Regions from separate parts of the Mus musculus genome. Here region 1 is linked to region 2. The links are chromatin contacts, called in public HiChIP or PLAC-seq maps. All regions are on one chromosome and are shown on one strand. The core of a region is the stretch at or near the end of the contact, and the rest is flanking DNA. Distances in the headings are between cores, read along the strand shown.

Region 1 (6,173 bases), core at 1,615-4,114, 71 kb before region 2:
GGGGTGGCTGGATTCTCTTGTCTTGAAGTAGTGATGGCAGACACTTGTGTGCCACAACCTCTAACTTGTAAGTCAGAGATGGAGGGTGCGGGTACCTGTCTCCTTTAGGAGGAATTGTGGAAAAGGAGAAGCTGCAGGGACTCAGTTGATGCTACACATTGGTCTCTGTAGTTCCTGCCCTGTGCTTTTTCTACTCTGTTTCAGGAACAGAACTCCCAAACACCTCTCCTGCCTGAGCAAGATATTGATATACAAATCTAGTGAACTTTTTTTTTTTTTTTGAAATGAGAAGGACAAGAGGGTGCTAACATGATCAGGTTTTTCTCTGTCCCAAAGGTAATTAAATAATGCAACTTTACCTCAGGTCCAAAGGAAACTCAATTGCCCAACCTCCAAAAGGTCATTAGTTTATCTAGGGATGAGCTCATCATGGACTATTGGAGGGTTTCTTGTGGTTAGATTAAAAACCAGCATTCCTTGGGAGCTTGCGGAGCTGGTTCCCCTCTGCCAAAGGAACCACTCCTCTTACCACTGGCAGAAGGGACCTGGGGCACCTCTCAGCATATCAGAGCTCATGCTGGCCTCCAGGTCCCCTCAGTGTCACATGAACCTGTTGGCACATTCCAAGTCCATGCTAGCATCACAACCCCTCTCTCTCCTCCCCTACCCCAAACTCCCAACAGCCCACAGGCTTCCCTCCCCAGCTACCAGCTCTCCATATAACCGTTGCTTTGTTTTCCCTCTCTCAACACTCTATTCCTGCTTCTTTCACTATGTTCTCTCTATTCTTTATCTCCTGCTAGTCTTTCCTTTCTTGCAGATAACCCTGGCCATGTTCAGTCTACTTCCTCTGCCTGCTCTGGACTCTTCAAGATATCTCTGGCTGTTCTCTAATATCTAAAATGAAAACCTTCCCTTAACCACATCATGGAGCTGTTGTGCCACCAGTTTATACAGTTTCTAATTCTCTTTATCTTATTTAATTAGTGCTTAAGGGAGCAGAAAATGCACACACATTCCTCATTGCCTCCCCCATGCAGAATGCTAGAACTGAATTCTATTTCTGGAAGGTCTACTACTGAAGTACTGAGTGCCTTGTATGGGGCAGAAGACGTTATCTTGTTTGATCTTTCCTTCTGGAATTTTAACAGATCTGGAAATGTTTTAGAATCCTAGTCAATCTGCATCTTGTTTAGTTTTTGCCACATTCAGATACTTTGTTAGTTCATTCCCCCCCCCTGCCCCCATTCAATTTGCTAGCACATTCAATTTCATGTGATGGCTCCTTGCATGTTAAAGAGGAAACACATGAAGTGGAGGAGCTCAGTTGTGCAAAACCGTATGGAGAATGTATTTTTTGAAATATAAGTATAATCCTACAGAGTTTGTATTACCATCACCTAAAAGGACCCCACCTCAACACAGGATACAAGTTTTTATTTGTTGTTTTTAAGTCGTTTTACCTAGAAAGGCAGAGGTGCTAAGAAAAAGATCAGTATAAAGTAATATATTTAGCAAGGTGGAAAAAGTACGCATAATGCCAAATCTTGATACAGCCCCAATATTTAAGGGCAGATATCTTGTTTCCCTGTTGGGTTCTTCCCTCTATATCCCAGTCCTATTCTAATATCTAGCCAATTACATTTTCATATTTAATTATTCCAGGCTTCATCCCACCGAGAATTGGGTGCAGCTGATTGTAGAGGTATGGTCCTCCAAACATAGGCCCTTGGCATCGCTTCATTCTAGCCTGGCACACATTAGGTCAGTATGACCCTGAAATGCTTGAGTTTGGATGAGTTTGGGAAGACCAATCACGTGTAGGATTACGGATCGGATCTCCCTCTATTTCACCACCACTTCTCTAGTGTAGAGATGCTTGGCCTTAAGATCCTATGTCGGCTGTGGCTGGGCCTGCACACAAAAAGTACATGCAGAGAGGCTCTGTCGAGCTTCCCGCTGCTTGTTGCTAAACGAAGGTCACCATCAATTTTTTATCTTCTTTGGACGATTCTTTTAAAAACTAGATTGCACACTCAGGCACAGGGTAATAGCCAAAGGGTGCAGACTGTGGGAAATGGGTGTGTTAAGGAGCTGGCAGCTGTGGGTCTGCGCGGTGAAAAGTGAGACAGTGCTGCTGGATGCAGTGGGAACTCTCAGGCTGCAAGGTTGTAAGGCCTTGTGCGACTGTGAGAGGCCTCCGTGAGGCAGGGCGCCTAGTGTGGGGCTCAATCGCTGTGTAGCTATGGGAGTGTGGAGGACAAGTGCTGGCGGCTGGAGGGCCGAGGGGTTCAGGGCTGCAGATTGCGGGGTCGCAGATTTGCCGGTTGCAGGGACGCGGAGCTATGGGCTGGAGGGTTGAGGATGAGAGTTTGGCTGCGGGTTGAGGAGCTGCAGGTTGGAGGTTGCGGGTTGGAAGGATGCGGGGCGGAGCTTGGCTGCGGGCTGAGAAGCTGCAAACTGGAGGACTGCGGGGCGGGGAGCTGCGGGGCGGAGCTTGGCTGCGGGGAAATGACGTGGCCACCCTCGCGCGCTCGCTGAGCCCCCGAGCCGCGCGTCCTGGTAACGGCGCTCGGCGGCTCCCGCGTCCCCGGACCCGCCTCCCGCCGCTGCAGCCCGCCCCGTCTCCGCCTCCCTCCGCAGCCCCGGCGGCCGCGGAGTCTCGGGGCCCGGTGGCCGCTTCTTGCGGGACGCTAGCCGCGACGTCGCCAAGCCGAGGCAGGGGGACGCGGCTGTTGCGGGCGGGCAGGGGGCTGCTGGCTGCGGGACTGGAGGGCACGGGCCGGCGGGTCGGCAAGCGGTCGCCCGGGCTGTCGCCTGTCCCGTGTCGTCGCCGCGCCGGCCTCGCCCCGCGCGCAGGGACAGGTGCCCCGGCTGGGGTCTGCCGGGAAGATGGCGACCCCGGGCATGAGCTGGCAACATCACTATTACGGTAGCTCCACGTCCGGGCCGGCCAAATTCGCGACCTCCCCAGCTGCCGCTCAGCTGGCAGGGCACAACATGGACTACAGCCAGGACATGCACCTGAAAATGAGCAAGAAGATCGCCCAGCTCACCAAGGTATGGGGTGCTGGGGCTCGGGGTTCAGGAGGGGGCTCCTAAGAGAAGCAACAGCCAGAGTTGCCTCCTGGTCCCTCCAAACTTGGGTGGAACGCTAGCCACCTAACTTGAGCTACACCGCACACCGCACACTGCACCGCGGGATTTCCAGGGCTTGCACTCCATAACCAACCGACTAGGGGTAAACCTGCACAGAGCACATGAGGGCTTACTTTCTGGGTTCCACAGGAGTAATGGACTTTTCCTGTTGCTCAGGTGCCTCTGCCAAGGGCTGCACGAAGCACCGCGCTACAGTACTCGGTGAAGTACTGTACCGGTTTACCTAATATGACCCGGGATCCTCGGAGTTAATCGGTGTCAGGCTACTGGTTACACAGTTAATGAGAGGATAAACTTCCCGAGGTTATTCCGAGGACTGTAGGAGGGTAAAACATACCTTGCGTGCCATTTTAAGGGATTTAATGAGTCATTCCTTACTTACCCTCACAAGATGTCAAATAAGGTTTATTAGATGAATCACACCGCGTTTGCATTTAGTAAATGCCCCATCTTATCAGAAGACCTGCACATCACCTGCACAGTTTTCCAAGCATAGTTCAGGGTGGTGTATGCCCGTTAATGAGTCCTTTTTCGAATTTAGTAAAATACTGAATACTGATCATAAGGGTTGGTTCTGTGTAGCTCTTACCCAGCAGGCTCACCCTGTGTGGGACTGATCTAGGGTTTCTGGAAGTCACACATGGGGACCAGGTTCCCTAGGACTGTTGCAGTGTTGAAGAGGAAGGTGGGCTTGAGGGTCACTGCTCGATAATCTCTTGAGATCTGGCTCAACTCCATCATACAGTTTCCCTGGAGTTTAAAGAGAGGAGGGGGGCACACTTGTGAAAAGGGAGTGAAGAGACGGGGGAGGAGGATGTGATCGATCGAGGATTCAAAGATAACGGGAATGAGTGAAGGGATGCATAGAGACACATGATGAAAACAACAAAAACCACGTGATCAAGACTCACCCCATGCTGAGCAACACGACAATTTGTGGAGTTAGTTTTCTTCCTTTTTGGATTGTCTGTCTTTGTTCTAAGCACCATCCTAAGAGATGCTGCACGTTCAGTTGGTACCGTTTGCTTTTGTGAAGGGTCCTGAAACCCAGAATGGAAGGGATGTAAACTGTGGTAGCCACATGTTATCAGAGCATTTACATGGATGAGGCTGAAAGTCCAGACTCCCAGGTGGTGTTTCATCTTCAGAATGCAGGTAGCCACAGCGAGGCTCATGGGTTGTTATTTCTTCTGGGTTTTTCTTGCACCATGTCCACATCTGTGTTCTTATTTTAGATTGTAACTCCCTGAGACTCCTGTGACTAACACTCCGTAGGTTAGACATGGGCCTCTGTATTTAATAAAAGCTGGTTTTCTTCAGTAAACTTTACCCCTTTCTATTCACACATTCAATTTCCTGTCCTTTTTTTTTTTCCCCCTTCAGTAAAAGCAATTCAGCCCGGCTGGCTCAGGTGGGATATTAAGAGGATGATAGTATCTTTCTCTCAAATATAATGAGCCAGGTGCTGCTGGCTCAGGGCTTCTGTTACTGCTGAGGGTTGCCCACACTCTGATTTCCTGTTTGTAGTTACTGTATCTAACCCCCCTGTTGGCTTGGAAGGGCTGCAGACATTTAATTCCTGGTAGTAGACTTTTGGTGTAACACAGTTGACATTTTAGATTGGTTAGTTTCCTATTAGAGGGCTGTCCTGTGTGGCACAGAGCTACTTAATAGCATCCTTGCCAACTGTGGGTGCAAGTTGCACATGCCTCTGCCCTGCACTTAGAAGTGACAATGGACAACTCTACAGACATCACCAAGTGTTCCCTGGGAGGGATAGTTAGGAGTCATGTTGGTGAGGGATGATTGCCGTGAGTTTTACTGAAATGCCTAAGGCTTACCCCGCCCCTACCACTGGCCTTTATATTTCGTAAGATACAACCTGGCAATGAAGCAGTCTAATAACAGATCCATTTCAGTCTGTCTCACAAACCTTAAAAAGCTGCTTCCCTTATTTATCACCTTAGAAATTGTCAAACTCTGTCGTTGCATATGCTTATTTGTAAATAGTATGCCATAAACCTTACATCATGAATGTCCATATAAAAGGATTGTCAGAAGGTAGATGTTCCATTGTATCTGCTGCCTGAGATTTTCATAAAGAGTTTACTAATGAGTTTATATCGGTAGAAGGTAGATGTTCCATTGTAGCTGCTGCCTGAGATTTTCGTAAAGAGTTTACTAAAGAGTTCATATCGGTAGGAGGCAACTTTAAATAGAACTATGGTTGGAACTTGACTTTTGGCTTTTGTTTCAAAATAACTTATTGTTATTTTGAAATAACCAGTGGAGTAGGAATTTGGGGTTAAAGAAGAGCGCTGTTGATAAAGTGCTTGCCCATGAAAACTTAAGGACCCGTGTTTGATCCCGAGAACCCACATTAAAAAAAAAATCTGGGGGCTGTAGCATACATTTTGAATCCCAGAGCTTGGGGAGCAGGAAACACAGGGATCCCTGTGGCTTGCTAGACAGCTAGTTTAACTAAGGCAGCAAACTCCAGGTTGAGGGAGAGTAAGATGGAGGGTGATTGAGGAAGACACCTGGTATCATCTCTGGCCTCTATACATATACACGTGTGTGAGTGTACACACAACACACACACCACCACCACCAACAGCAATAACAACCAACAACTCCAACAACAACCAAAGAATCAAATGGACTCTTCAGCATTTGAGAAACTGCATGATTAAGAGCATGCACGGCTGATTTCACACACTGTCGTGAGTTGGAAAGTTGTTGACCTGGAGCAAGTCATTAACCCTGAGCCTTACTCTCCTACGTGTAACAATAGGAATAACAGTAGGATTCATAGGGAGTTGTAATGGCATGTGGCATCTCTTAATTACAAGTGTCACTGGAAATACTTATTATATATTTCTTAAAGTATTAAGGAAAAATGGGTTAGATACTTTAAAAAGTTTAAAGTATTTTGTTTTAACTTAATATTTTTTTTAAGGACAGGATCTCACTACGAAACTCAGATTAGCCTCAGAGTAACAGTGACTCCTGAG
Region 2 (6,517 bases), core at 2,724-5,223:
ATAGGAAAATATTATTTACCCTTGGAAATCAAAGGCTAAGGATAGAATATAAGAAAAATGCTAGAAGAAAAAAACAGTAAGTAAAGATAGATAGGTAGGTAGAAAGAAAGGAAATGAGAGAGGGAGGGAGGGAGGGAGGGAGGGAGGGAGGGAGGGAGGGAGGGAGGGAGGGAGAGAGGGAGAAGGAGAAAGGGAGAAAGAGAAAGAGAGAAAGAAAGAGGAAGAGAGAGAGAGAGGGGGGGGGTCATTAGTTCCCCCTCTGTCTCTGCTGTGGCAATTGCTAAGTGCTTCCCTACTATTTCCCTTCTTTCTTTCCAGTTTATCTCTCTATGGCTTCTTGGGTGAGCTCCCTCTACCTCTGTTTTTTTCCTTCGCCCTTTGCATCTTGCCAGCCTCTCCTCCTTCACTGACCTCATCTCTCCCAACAGCCTGCTCTTGCCACTTTGCTCTTAACTCTGAATCTGCCCTCAGAAACCACAGCAGAGGGCACAAGTGCCCCTGAATAGGCTGTAGATTGCTCTCGGTGTTCTTGGGTTGTTTTCAAATGTTTATCCAGAGAAAGTACAGAAAGTGCCTTAGAGAGCGATAGAGGCTAATGCAGACACTGACGGCAGCCCAGCCTGTCTTCTGTTGTCCTAGCTAATCCTCACTGAGTTCACGGAATGCACTCTCATCAGAATCCACACAAGTTGCTGTGGCCCACCCTCACTAGAATACACTTAGGTGACCATCTTCTTCTGCAGGCCCCTCAGGTTTGCCATCTCAATTCTAAATGGTTTATCTTGGTTTCTTTTCCAACCTACATACTGAAACTTCTGAGTAGAGTTGCAGTGACTATGAAACTTTCTTCTCTCCTGGCTACATTTTCAATTATGTTCGAGTGTCCTGCGATGCTTTGATGCCACATTGTTATGACTCCCCAGGAGTCTGCTTGGCTCATCGCTCCATTTGCTTCTGCTTTGCCTTAGCGCCGGGCAGCCATTCCGACTGACCTGAGCCTACTGACTTAGATCTCCTAGTCTGCTTCCTGAACTTAAAATGAAGGAAAGCCACATTTCTTAGTTAACTAAAGCTTGGATAAAACTCATTCACAAGTCATTAGTGAGAACAGATTATAACTACATTATTATGCATGCAAGTGTAGTAATTAGAAAAAAATGAAACACTGGAGCTACTATGGATGTTCTAATATAAATAAGTGTTTAAAATCACAAGGAGTAAATTTTTAAGAATTTTAGCTCCTATTCATCAGTGACTCTGAAGAGCATGCATTGCAGTTCAAGAACTCAGTCTCAACGCTCTAAGTCATAGGAACACATAATAACACATGCCTGTGGCCTGAGCATTAGGGCATGTTTATAGGAGCCACAGCAGGACCTGTTTGGTCTTTCAGTGAAAGCTAAACCCTTCTGGTTGCAGAAGAAAACATTCTGTAAGGGTCTGGAAATCAATGAAGTAAGACCCCAGACTCAGACGGTATGCAAAAATAAAGAGCATTTATTCTGCAGAAACAACCAGCATGCAGGGTCAACCATCCTTTGGAATAGCAAACCCAGACAAAGGCACACAGGCCTTCTTATAGGGAACTGTAGAACTCTCTAGAAGGGTTAGGTAATCTAAAATTTCATTGGTGGGTCATATTGCTAGGGGCTCACAGGTGGTCAGTGGTCTGCATTCCTATGTCATGAACAGTCAGCCATGTGATGAAATAGGGCTGCTCAGTGCAGATGGCCAATTTTGAGATATTTCCCCATTTTTATGGTTATATCTCCAGGCAGTTCTTTGGGAGGGGGTTATGATCTTATTCTGAATTTTATGGTCTGTTCCTAGAGCTGGTGTCTTATGACTTAGTTTCTGGGACTTATGGTCTGTTCCTGAAGCTGGTGCCTTATGGCCTTGTTTGAAATCAGGCCTGGTCCTTAAATGTAGATAAATGGGGTTTATGTTGTCCTTTCATTTCCATACACAAAAGAGAAAGAGAGAGGAAGGCGGTGTAAGTGGTTGGTAAACTGCACTGATTCCTGTCTTCACTTCCTTGAGAGGATTTGCAAAACAGTAAGTAGAACAGGCACCACTATTTTGTTTTTTATTATTTTTATTTATTTATGTTTTGGTTTTTTGAGTCAGGGTTTCTCTGTGTAGCCCTGGCTGTCCTGGAACTCACTCTGTAGACCAGGCTGGCCTCCAACTCAGAAATTCACCTGCCTCTGCCTCCCAAGTGCTAGAATTAAAGGTGTGTGCCACCACGCCCAGCATTATTTTGTTTTTATAAACTTAAGACAAACAAGAAAAGTAATTTTAACTTCACTAAATTCAAGAGGTAGGAATGAGCAACATAGCATTCATGACCATGAAAGTCACTGTGATTACAATTGAGGCTGTGCAGTGCTACTGAATGTGTAGAGAGATAATGCAGAAGAAGCCAAGGGCAACATGGAACCATGTAGTTTTCCTGGGAAGGGATTTAGCAGGCTCTGTGGGAGCCTGGGCTGGACATACCCTGGGCCAGCAGCTTCAGTTTTCTGTTTATCACTGTAAGCAAATAGTGAAGGATTATTGAGAAAATGTCAGCACTGTTTATAGGGGAAATTCAGAAGTAGCTTTAATCTCCACAGAACTCTATTCCCAAAAGAAAAGAAGTCGTTTTCTAATTCACCTAGACACTTGTGTCATCTGTGTCTCTCTGTTCTCTCGAGCTGTTTGCACACCTGTGGGCATTGCATGCTTCATCGTGGAGACACCGTGTGGCCTACTAGTGGCCTGGTCATAGTACAAGGTCAAGCAAAGCAGAGGGACTGGGGTTCCTTTTACAGAGTAAATGCTTACATACTCAGATGTTAAAGAGATTTTATCCCTTAGTTAGTAAGAATGTGTGGTGTATTTTAGTAATTGACTTATTCGTTTCTTTCATAAACATTGAATGGTTGGTTAGGTACAAAGAGCTCTGAGGCACTGTGATTGCAGTCACAACTAACATGGTCCCTGCTATGATGAGGAGTTTTACAAAATGAGATATTTATATGTCCAGCTCAATGCATTCTGTAAAAGAAAGATGCATTATTGACAGAGCCTGGACAGGATGATAAATTGAGGAAATATTATACAAAGGCCCCAATGCATGGGACCTTTGTAGATACTATTGGAGTATCAGTATAGATGTGGTGCATCAGCAACTATAGGTACAGTATCACTTTCAGTCTCCCAAGCATTGATTTGTATTCTTCTCTATCTGTAATACAGGCCAGGGTAGGAGATTCTAATCATTAAGTCACTTCAGAGAGAACTTGTCCATGCCACATACAAAGTGGGTAAAAATCAAAATTTCAGTCCAAGTGGTAGTATTTGGAGCTCAGTTTAATCATTGTAACCACAGTACTTTACCTTTGCAACAAAGACAAAGACAAATGAAGGAAGATTGCTGAGTTAGCTAGAGAGTTAGGCAGCTCTCATAGAACAGAGGCCCTGTGAAATATTTTGAATAATTGTGAAGTGTAAGGCTGACTCTAAGCACAAGCCTGAGAATGCTTACTTTAGGGTCAAGGTTCACGCTCATGTCCACACTAGTCTCTGTGCTTCCACGGAGAAAGGGTTGAAGAACAATGCCCATGAATAGATGGAGAGTCTAGGTAGGAGATGCCTACCTTCTGTATCCTCTCAGGAGTCATAATAACAAGAAGAATCTAGGGTATTCTCTCTGTATTGCAAAGAGCAGACATTAGAATGTAAATCATCAGGACAAAGGACTTACACTCACTCAAGTGATTAAAATGTCCCTGTATAATGTGAGCTTCAAACAGATTGGATCCAGAACTGAAACTGGTGACACTGGAACTGGGTTTCCTTGTCCTCTTGGATTTGCCTTATTTGTGTTGACTTTATTCGTCAGTCATGCATTCCTTTGGGCCCGGTACAGCTGACAAAAGTGTGTTACTAGGAGACCCGTTTTCTTCTAAAACATCTAAGAGCTCTATCAATGATGTGTTTATCCCCATGGCTGTTCTTAAAACATTCCCAGGGCTACAGAATGAAGCAGTTGTATTGGGTTATACTCTGAGCAAGCTGTAATCTGGAGTAGGGCTGAATTCCTGCTGAGACCATGGGACATCAATAGGGAAGGAGAGTAGATCTCCCATGTACCCAAGAGAGATTTTTGACGGTGGCAGACAATAGTTGCTTTCAAATATAATTCATTTGTATTAATTAGACTCATAAAAAACAATCAGCCATTTTTGTTGCTTACTTGATTTTTGTACTTTGTACTTAACTATGCATGAATTAAAACATTTTGCTTTTTAGCAAAAAATAAAAAGAGGAAATATTTATTACCCTTTTAATTAGATTCATTATTTCCTTAATACAACTTCCAAAGGACCTAACTCTCTCCCGCTTCCTCTCTTCCTCCATCCAACCCAGAAGTCCCGCCTACTTGCCCAGTGATTAATTCCTTTATTCATTAGGGGATGGTTTACAGGGAGTCACCTGAATATGTGACTCATTCCTTGTTCCAGACAACCCCTCCTGGGAAAGCAGAATTAACATCAAACTACAACAGCACCAGGGTCATCCACAACAACCAGTCATAGCCGTGAAAGAGAACAGTCCACCATGTGTCTAGATAGGTCTTAGGTTCAGAGAATGGAACGGATGAAATTTTACCAAAGGTTCAGATTTTTTTGCTATGAATATCTGTTAGAGCACAGAAGGGGGGTGTCCTGGCTAGTTTTGTGTCAACTTGACACAAGCTGGGGTTATCACAGAGAAAGGAGCTTCAGTTGAGATCTCATGAGTCCATGAGATCCAGCTGTAAGGCATTTTCTCAATTAGTGATCAAGGGGGAAAGGCCCATTGTGGGTGGAACCATCTCTGGGCTGGTAGTCTTGGGTTCTATAAGAAAGCAGGCTGAGCAAGCCAGGGGAGGCAAGCTAGTAAAGAACATCCCTCCATGGCCTCTGCATCGGCTCCTGCTCCCTGACCTGCTTGAGTTCCAGTCCTGACTTCCTTTAGTGATGAACAGCAATGTGGAAGTGTAAGCTGAATAAACCCTTTCCTCCCCAACTTGCTTCTTGGTCATGATGTTTGTGCAGGAATAGAAACCCTGACTAAGACAGGGGGCATCTTTTGATCATTTTACTAAGTTTATGAGCATTTAGAGACACTAATAGATTTCATTGTCGTCCCCCCCCCCCGACTCATTTAGCATGCACACACAGAGACACCTACATTGAAAGAAGAGGGAGAAAAGAGGGTGCTGATGAACAGGTTGCATGGCTTGTTTTGTGGAATCTGGATTTGTAAGAAAATCCTTGCAAGGGAAACGTTCATGCATTTTAAAGGAAGGCTTGTCCATTTCTTTTCAAATGAGTGTTGACTTCATAGCATTTTCTTAGATTTTAAAGATCTTTAAAATTTTAGATTTTTAGCTCTTATAATTAGAGGGTCTCTGTCAACCCAGTCAACAGATTGTCCATTCGTTCCAAGTTTCAGCTCAAAGGTTTCCCCCGCCCCCCTGAGGCAACTTTTATATGGAAATACAAATAAAACCTGAGTCTCGAAGATATATGTAAGAGATTGCCAACATTGACCTAAATGTATTGCCTTTCTAAATAGCACAAGGACTCGATTCATGATATATTAATGGTTTGATTTTTTTAAAAAAGCTTTAAAACAGTTTGTATTTTTATCTTTAATGTAATCTTCATCTCGCTTCAGTTCCCTTTCATTGGCATTTTATTATCTGATATAACTAGGAATTTTCTTTAAGCCAAGAGCCTGAGGGAAGGTGTATCCATGTCCTTGCATTATGATCCTGAAAAGTGGAAACCGTAGACACGGAAGTCTAAAAGAAATGACCGATGGTAAAGAGTATGCTGGCCGAGTGCTTCTTCCAGAGTCGTGAAGAAGGGATCCATGCAGTAAAGCCAGGAATATGGAAACCATCTCAGGAGCTGTGGGGATGGCACTGTTCTGCTGTGTACTGCACGTTAATAAAACACTGTTCACTCGTAGATTGGCCGCCTCCAGGATCTCGTAAGGAAGAGTGAACAAGGTCTCGGCTCTGCCGAAGGACTCATTTCTAGTCTTCAGGATTCCCAGGAAAGGCTTCAGAGTGAGCTGGACCTGACAAAAGGCAGGCTGAAGGAGACCAAGGATGCCCTATTAAATGTTGAGGTAATTGCATGATTCTGCTGTAATCTAAATGTCTAAATGTAAAAATACAATTGGGCCACTTGACTTTGAAGCATCTGTGGGCATCATTGTATATACTTAGTGTATTAGTTCCTAGGACTCCCACTGAAAAGTAATCCAAATAATTTGAATACAACTGAAATGGGTCATCTCTTGGTTAGGTGTCGAAGATGAAGGTGCTGACAAGGACATCCTCTCATGTCGCTAAGAGGAAACTGGTTTTTTTTTTTTTGGATTTTTTGTTTGTTTGTTTTTGCAGCTTTTTGCAGCCCCAGATATTGATTTGCTTTTAATCACAGCATTTTCATCTCTACCTGTCTCCGTATCATCA

What was found. HiChIP or PLAC-seq counts read pairs in DNA pulled down with a chosen protein or histone mark.
Region 1: an H3K27ac HiChIP or PLAC-seq map of neural progenitor cells shows a contact between it and region 2, with 6 times the contacts expected there. The contact joins the promoter of Fam184a here to the enhancer-like site in region 2. A contact is called at or near these places in 4 of 39 promoter capture datasets (the 3T3-L1 cell line, embryonic stem cells, hippocampal neurons and 1 more), 2 of 484 Hi-C or Micro-C datasets (both in nephron progenitors), 2 of 115 datasets of contacts at active chromatin or transcription factors (astrocytes and neural progenitor cells) and 3 of 9 other capture datasets (adipose tissue, liver and pancreatic islet).

The regions. Positions count from the first base shown.
Region 1 is chr10:53,747,600-53,753,772 of GRCm38.p6, reverse strand. It overlaps Fam184a (family with sequence similarity 184, member A), which reads left to right and starts at 2,864. Exons shown (of 18, transcript NM_001081428.1): 1 at 2,864-3,060. The coding sequence starts at 2,893.
Region 2 is chr10:53,677,382-53,683,898 of GRCm38.p6, reverse strand. It overlaps Fam184a (family with sequence similarity 184, member A), which reads left to right. Exons shown (of 18, transcript NM_001081428.1): 7 at 6,007-6,168. Among named protein-coding and RNA genes, the nearest start is that of Mcm9, 51 kb to the right of the region's middle. Within about 2 kb of position 3,973, at least 13 of the 459 cell types and tissues checked have an H3K27ac peak or open chromatin away from gene starts, as enhancers often do. A contact at or near this core is called in astrocytes and neural progenitor cells, where this site is marked.